2 separate regions of the Sus scrofa genome follow, and region 1 is linked to region 2. Evidence: chromatin contacts called from public Hi-C data. All regions are on one chromosome and are shown on one strand. The core of a region is the stretch at or near the end of the contact, and the rest is flanking DNA. Distances in the headings are between cores, read along the strand shown.

The links. A called contact is a pair of places that touch in the nucleus more often than the background predicts.
Region 1: a Hi-C map of fetal heart ventricle shows a contact between it and region 2, with 2.7 times the contacts expected there. The contact joins the enhancer-like site here to the promoter of HECTD2 in region 2. A contact is called at or near these places in 7 of 47 Hi-C or Micro-C datasets (embryonic fibroblasts, fetal heart ventricle, fetal skeletal muscle and 3 more) and 1 of 2 datasets of contacts at active chromatin or transcription factors (skeletal muscle).

Annotation. Positions count from the first base shown.
Region 1 is chr14:103,167,293-103,170,472 of Sscrofa11.1, reverse strand. It overlaps HECTD2 (probable E3 ubiquitin-protein ligase HECTD2), which reads right to left. Exons shown (of 21, transcript XM_003483528.4): 14 at 2,284-2,372. Among named protein-coding and RNA genes, the nearest start is that of HECTD2, 73 kb to the right of the region's middle. Within about 2 kb of position 1,347, at least 4 of the 83 cell types and tissues checked have an H3K27ac peak or open chromatin away from gene starts, as enhancers often do.
Region 2 is chr14:103,094,136-103,097,011 of Sscrofa11.1, reverse strand. HECTD2 (probable E3 ubiquitin-protein ligase HECTD2) reads right to left here and starts at 1,320. Exons shown (of 21, transcript XM_003483528.4): 1 at 1,055-1,320. The coding sequence starts at 1,192.

The DNA of each region.
Region 1 (3,180 bases), core at 98-2,597, 73 kb before region 2:
AAAAAATTACAATTAATTATAACTATAATAAAAATTAAACCTGAAGGAAGGGTTTTAACAGATGAAGAAGTAAGCTTTATAGGATTTGCTTCAGGGCATTTCCATACACAGAAGAATCATGTTGCATTTCACACTAAAGCTGCTGTGGTTGAAGCAGGGGTTGGGGAAGTGGGCAGGAATTCTGCTGGAGTCACTGAGGTGTCATGCGGTGCAAATAGGGTGGAATTTGAAAACCCTGCACTATATTATGTCGCCCCTATCCTTAGTTCCAATGACCTTTTGGGAATTCTACTTTTAAAAAATTGTTAGATTATGGCTCTTCATGAAATCTTCGAGACATTTTGTAGTTATTACTCTAAGTTTTACTATAACACTTCTTGTAAACTGCTAAGGCCTTAATATTTAAAAATATTTGCATTAGAAATACAATACTGTGAGAACTACTAGAACAATAATATGGAGCCAACTATATCTCTTTAATCATCATGCCTGTTACTTCTCAATTTTTAGTGTTCCTTACATTTGATAGATCTCTCAACCACTTAATGTGATCACAATCCACTGTCACCTCACATTTTTCCTTTATATTATCATGCCTTTTACAGTATCGATCTTACTTTCCATAGCTTTTTTTTTTTTTTTTTGGTGAGAAAAATAACATAATAATGAGACAGCTATCACTTAATTTTAGATTTAATTGTTTAATTTGTAATATATAGCATATAAATACACTTAATATGCTCTTTCGGGTAATGGCTGAATAGAAACTAATGCGTACTGCAAAAGAAAACAATAAGCAAATCCACAATATTACATATACCATTCTAAGAATGTGGTGTAAGGTCTAATACTTCATTACAAATATTAGAAGGCCAAAATATCACCCAAATCTAAGCCATGATAAGAATGTAAAATATGACAGACATATTTATCAGGAAATTCAAAAAGCTCATAGCACAGTGAGAAGCATCACTGACTCAGGCCTTCAATGAAGTTGAAACATTTGACAAATGATTACTGTAGATAAGAGAACAAAAACAGGAGTCAAATAATTGTTAAATGTTTCATACTGTGCACTTGGCCCTTTGGATCTTTAGATATGATGACACATACAAAATTTCAAATTAAGTTTACTGCTACAATGTGTGGTTTTCTCCCTCCTACCTTTTCTTCCATCCAGCCTCTTGATTTTCATATACATTCTTCAAGATTTATTTCAACAAATGGAGCAAAGATGGACATTCAAAGTCAAAGTGCTCCATCAGATCACTCTAAATCTCTTGCCAGCACCTCCCATAACTCCTGGAGCGCCCTCTGCTCCCACTAAGTGGACCATCACCTTGCTCTCTAACAGGCCAGAACAATGCAGGCAGGCTTCTTCCCCAGCCATTCTCCCAGTCTACATCTATCCTCTCCAGTCCTGGGTTAATCAAACATATTGGTTCCATTTTAAAATCTTTACCTTCTCTGGGAGGAAAATATTCAATCTTCTCCTTATCAGAACCCCTCAGCACTTAATGCTAAATGTCCATCTAGACGGTAAACTTCTTAAAGGTAGATTTTTTTTTTTTGTCCTTCTTTTAACCTAAGTATCTCCAGTGTTTGCTCATTTATTTACTCTTCCCTCCTTTCTTCCACGGACAATTATATTTTTGAGTTTTAAAAAATGAATGTACAAGGCTTTCCTGTCCAATCTCCCACCCAGTGCAGGAATACCTCCGTAATATACCAGACAGGGATCAGAGGATGGCACAGGAATTTGCATAATCTTAAAAAACACTATAAAATAATGCCATATGCATTAGATGCTCCTATTCCACTCAATTTTTAACTTTAATAAATATCTCAGGATTCGAGGCCACATTAAGAGAGTTAATTCCCACAATTTCAACTTAGGAATCTGAGTGAAATAAGCACAAAGTGAAAAAATTAACAGAAAAAATGGTTCATTATGAATAAGAAAGATACTGTGACTTTAAAAAATGTCTTACATTTCTGATAATTTAGGCTATATAAGAAATAGGAAGTGATTTTTATTCTGAGATAAAGTTTTCAGAGAAAAATGCCAACAATTTAGTCATTCCTTCCGATTAACTAAATCTGCTGATATTACATAGCTGCAATGTTACAAATAATAAAGATTACTGAAAATCTACTAGTAAATTTGACAAGTCTGTTTAGTAGAATAAAAATGCTTAATGAGAACAGTTTTCCAAAATGCAGATAAAATTCTTAAAAATCTCTAGTCTACTAGCACCTCCTAGTGGAAAGTTTAAAGGATACAATTCCAACCAATCGGAATTCAGAATAGTTATCACATTTAAAACTGCTAAACCAATGGCAGTATGAATCCTTATGATACGTAAACATGCCTGGAAAATAGAAACATAATTTCATCAATATGACTGATTTAAAAATCAGAGTAGTAAACATGTATAGGACATCTCATCTATTAGAAGCAAAACAGTTTAGCAATAGTTCTGTTACAAACCATCTTTTGTATTAAAATATATCAAATATATGTCCAGAGAGTGTGCATGAGCATGTTACTGCTCAATGATATCCTGAACCACGGGTGGAAACAGGGTAAAAAAGACAAACTAAATCAATCAGTTGATTTTCTTTTATAAAAATTATAGTTTTACATTTTATAAGTTATGATCAAAATTAATTTTGAGGATTGAGTGGAGATTTCAATTTATCTGGGTCATCTCTATTTCCCATTACCAGAGAGATGCAACATATACATATTTACAAAATTAAGAAAAATAATAAGAAAAACACTTAAAACTCTCCTTTGAAGAAAAACATTTAACAATACTAAGGATTAAATAGATGTTTTCTCTTAATAAAATAAAATTTCAAAGATTTAATGATTCTTATTAAAATGGCTCATTATTTAATGAAAGAGCCTTTGAATATTAGTGCAGAGCAAACAAATTACTGTTTAGTTTTTTAATTTCAGACGTGCTTTTTATTTCAATGACAAATTTTCATGTATTTGGTTTATTCAGAAAAGACGTGAATGCTTCCTTGCAAATACATACTTTCAGTCTTTATACATTTTATGTAGGATCCCCAGTAAGATAATATTATGATCATCAACTTGGTCAATTTTTAAAACGTAACTAACAGTCTTTAAAAAATTATTCAACATTTATGGTTGACTAAAAAAATCTG
Region 2 (2,876 bases), core at 71-2,570:
CAATTTCCAGTTATCACAGTCCTTAGACATTTTTGAAAAACCTGCCGAATCAAAACATTATTCCTGTAATACTTTAAATTAGAGTGAGCTATTTTCATAAGTTCTTAGTCACTTAAGAGGGAGGTTTTAAGAAAATGAATTGCAAGCAGGAATAAAGAAAATGTATCCTGTTCTCTAAACTTTTACTATTTTGTCACACAGGGCTGCATAAGTCATGGTCTTTAAAAGTATGAAAGTTTCAAGAAGTAATTTGAATATTGTCTCAAATAAAAATCTCAAAAATCAGAGGTTAATTTTGTGCGTGTGCTCCAAAGTAAACAGTCATAACCACCAGTAAAAATAGGGAAGGGGGGCTGGCCCATTACATCATCTGGCAATATGCAGTTTCAAGCCAGAGAGCGCTCCCCAAATAATCCTTAAGAAAATCCTGCTGGGAAATCATCGCCTTGAAGCTTAGATCACTTGAGTCTAAAGAAAGGTTAAAAAAGCCTCCCCACCTTATGTCACATGTCTGTACCATATGAAAAAATAAAACCATCATCGAGGCATCCACCCCCCACTACCCTGACTGTAAAGGAAAGGTCACAATTAAGTGGAAACTCGCCGCAAAGCGGGTTCAATCCGAAGGGGGAAGGGAAGGAAAAGCGAACCAAAGGGGGAAATATTCGCTTCCACAATGCTTGCAGGCAGGCAGCTCAGTGGAAAATCTACTCTCGCCTGTCTGACACCTTATCCTCATCCAACAGATGATGCTGGCTCCAAGGTGCTGGTCATTTCCTAAGAGAGAGTGCCCCCACCCCCAACCAAAAAATAACCGAAAGCAGCCAGGAGACCCCGCTACCCCGGCATTTCCCGAGGGTGGAAGGTGCTGCTCGCGAAGTGATCGCGGCTGCCCAGGAGGCACAACTCTGATTTCGGCCAGAGGAAGGGCAGCCAGGGCGTTTTTCCCCGCATGGGTCCGGGGGTACCAGGAGGAGACGCGGGTCCCAGGGCGCCCCTCGACCCCCTCCCGACCCGCCGTCGGGGCGCCCCGCGGCCCCCGCCCGGCACCTACCGCAGCCGCACCGGCGCCCGCCGACACGATGGGTGGCAGCTTCTCGCGCTCCGGCTCCTTCCCTTTCTTCTCCTCGGGCGCGGCCGCCACCACCGCCGGCGGCGCGGCAGGCGAGGGCACCCGATCCGCCTCACTCATGTCTGGCCGGGCGGCGGGAGCGCGAGGCGGCGGCAGCGGCCGGGGTGCTGCTTGGCGTTGGCGCTGCTGCCGCCGCGGCCGCGAGAGGGCTCTGGGCCGCCGTGTCCAACCACCGCCGCTCCGCCCGCGCCCGCGCCGCGCCGGGAGCGCGCCCGGATACCCCGCCCCGCCCCCGCCCCAGCTCCAGCCCCAGCGCGCGCCCGGCCGGCCCGCAGCTCCCGCCTGCTCCTGGCCTCGGCCGCCCCCGCCCCGCCCCCGGCTAGGCCCGTGGGTCGCGGGTCCCGGACGCTGGCCACTACCTCCCTCGCCAATCCCCGGGACTCGGGAGACTAGGCGCCGAGGCTAGGCCGCCATTTTTTTTTGCGGATCGTCGCCCGAGTTGGCGAGAAGGGGGTCCGGACTAAAGGGTCGGGAGTCGGGGGTGTGGGGAGGAGCGACCAGACGAGGCCTGCCTAGGGTCGCACGGGGATAGAGCGTGCCTCCGTGGGGGCGGGGCGAGTGCGGCATCCTCCACTGCACCGACAGCCCTAATTTGGGGCGTCTAGATTCGTGGGACCTGCTGGTGGTCTTTACGTCCCCAGCGCCCGCAAAGCCGTCGCCTTGGGGCCAGTGCTTGTCCCTGCCACCCCTGCCTGCCCGTTTGCCCCAGGAGAGAGGTCTCTGAGCTCTTCCTCAGGAGACCACCTTTCCTTTGAAGTCGACCGACCCTTTCTTTCTAGATGCCGGGCAGCCCCCACCTCCAAGGAAAAGCCTCAGAATGGAGGAGGGGGAGTGAGACGTCTTGGGCTCCACCTTCCCCACCGCAGGGCGGGGCAGCCAGGCCACACTTTCCATTCCTGTTCCTCTCGTCCCCACTTGGACTGCCAAATCCGCCTCTCCCTTCCCGTCCCCACGCGCCTACATCTCGCTCTCGCCCTGCTTCCCTTTGCTGCCTCTATCCCTTCCTTGTTCGTTTCCTTTTATAAATTACAGATGGACAGACTCAAGCGCGGCTGCACAATCCTTAATGTCAGATCATTAATATGGGGACGAACTTTAAAACTGAAGAGGAAAGCTTTAATTTTGATATTAAACCACCCCCACCCCCACCCCCACGACCAAGCCACAGAGACAATTTCCTTTCCTTTACGCCCCCTCCTTTTCCTTTTCTCAGTCTACTGGAGCTGCGGAGACAGCTGCTGATCTAAGAGAAGGGAGAGAGTAAGAATGCTCCGCATTGCCTATTAAAAATAGGGAATTACTCGACATTCACATCTTCGGTTTTTTCGGTTGTGACTTTTACTTGAGGTTGAAGAATCAAAGATATCCGGATCCAAATAAAAGAACCAAAAATATCTCTGAAATATATTTGGGACGATGTTTGGGTTATCTACTGTTTTACAGAATTCAGTTATTAGCATAACTAAGTACTAGTTACAGTGTATCACGAAATGGAGTTGCCTGTTTTCCAGACGCAGTTGTAACAAGCAGATCGAAAGCAAACCCTGTAATGAGTATAATAATGAGTACCTTCTAAATGGTACATTCTGACTTTGATTTCTAGAAAGCCTTTCTAGTTTTAATATAGTTGCTGTCATCACCTATTTAAATGCTAATTAGCAAAAGGTATGGAGTAAGTGCCGTATAGTTAGCAAAAATTATTAAAGTGCTAATTAGCCTTGGGAGAAAATGAGGTGGACTGGGA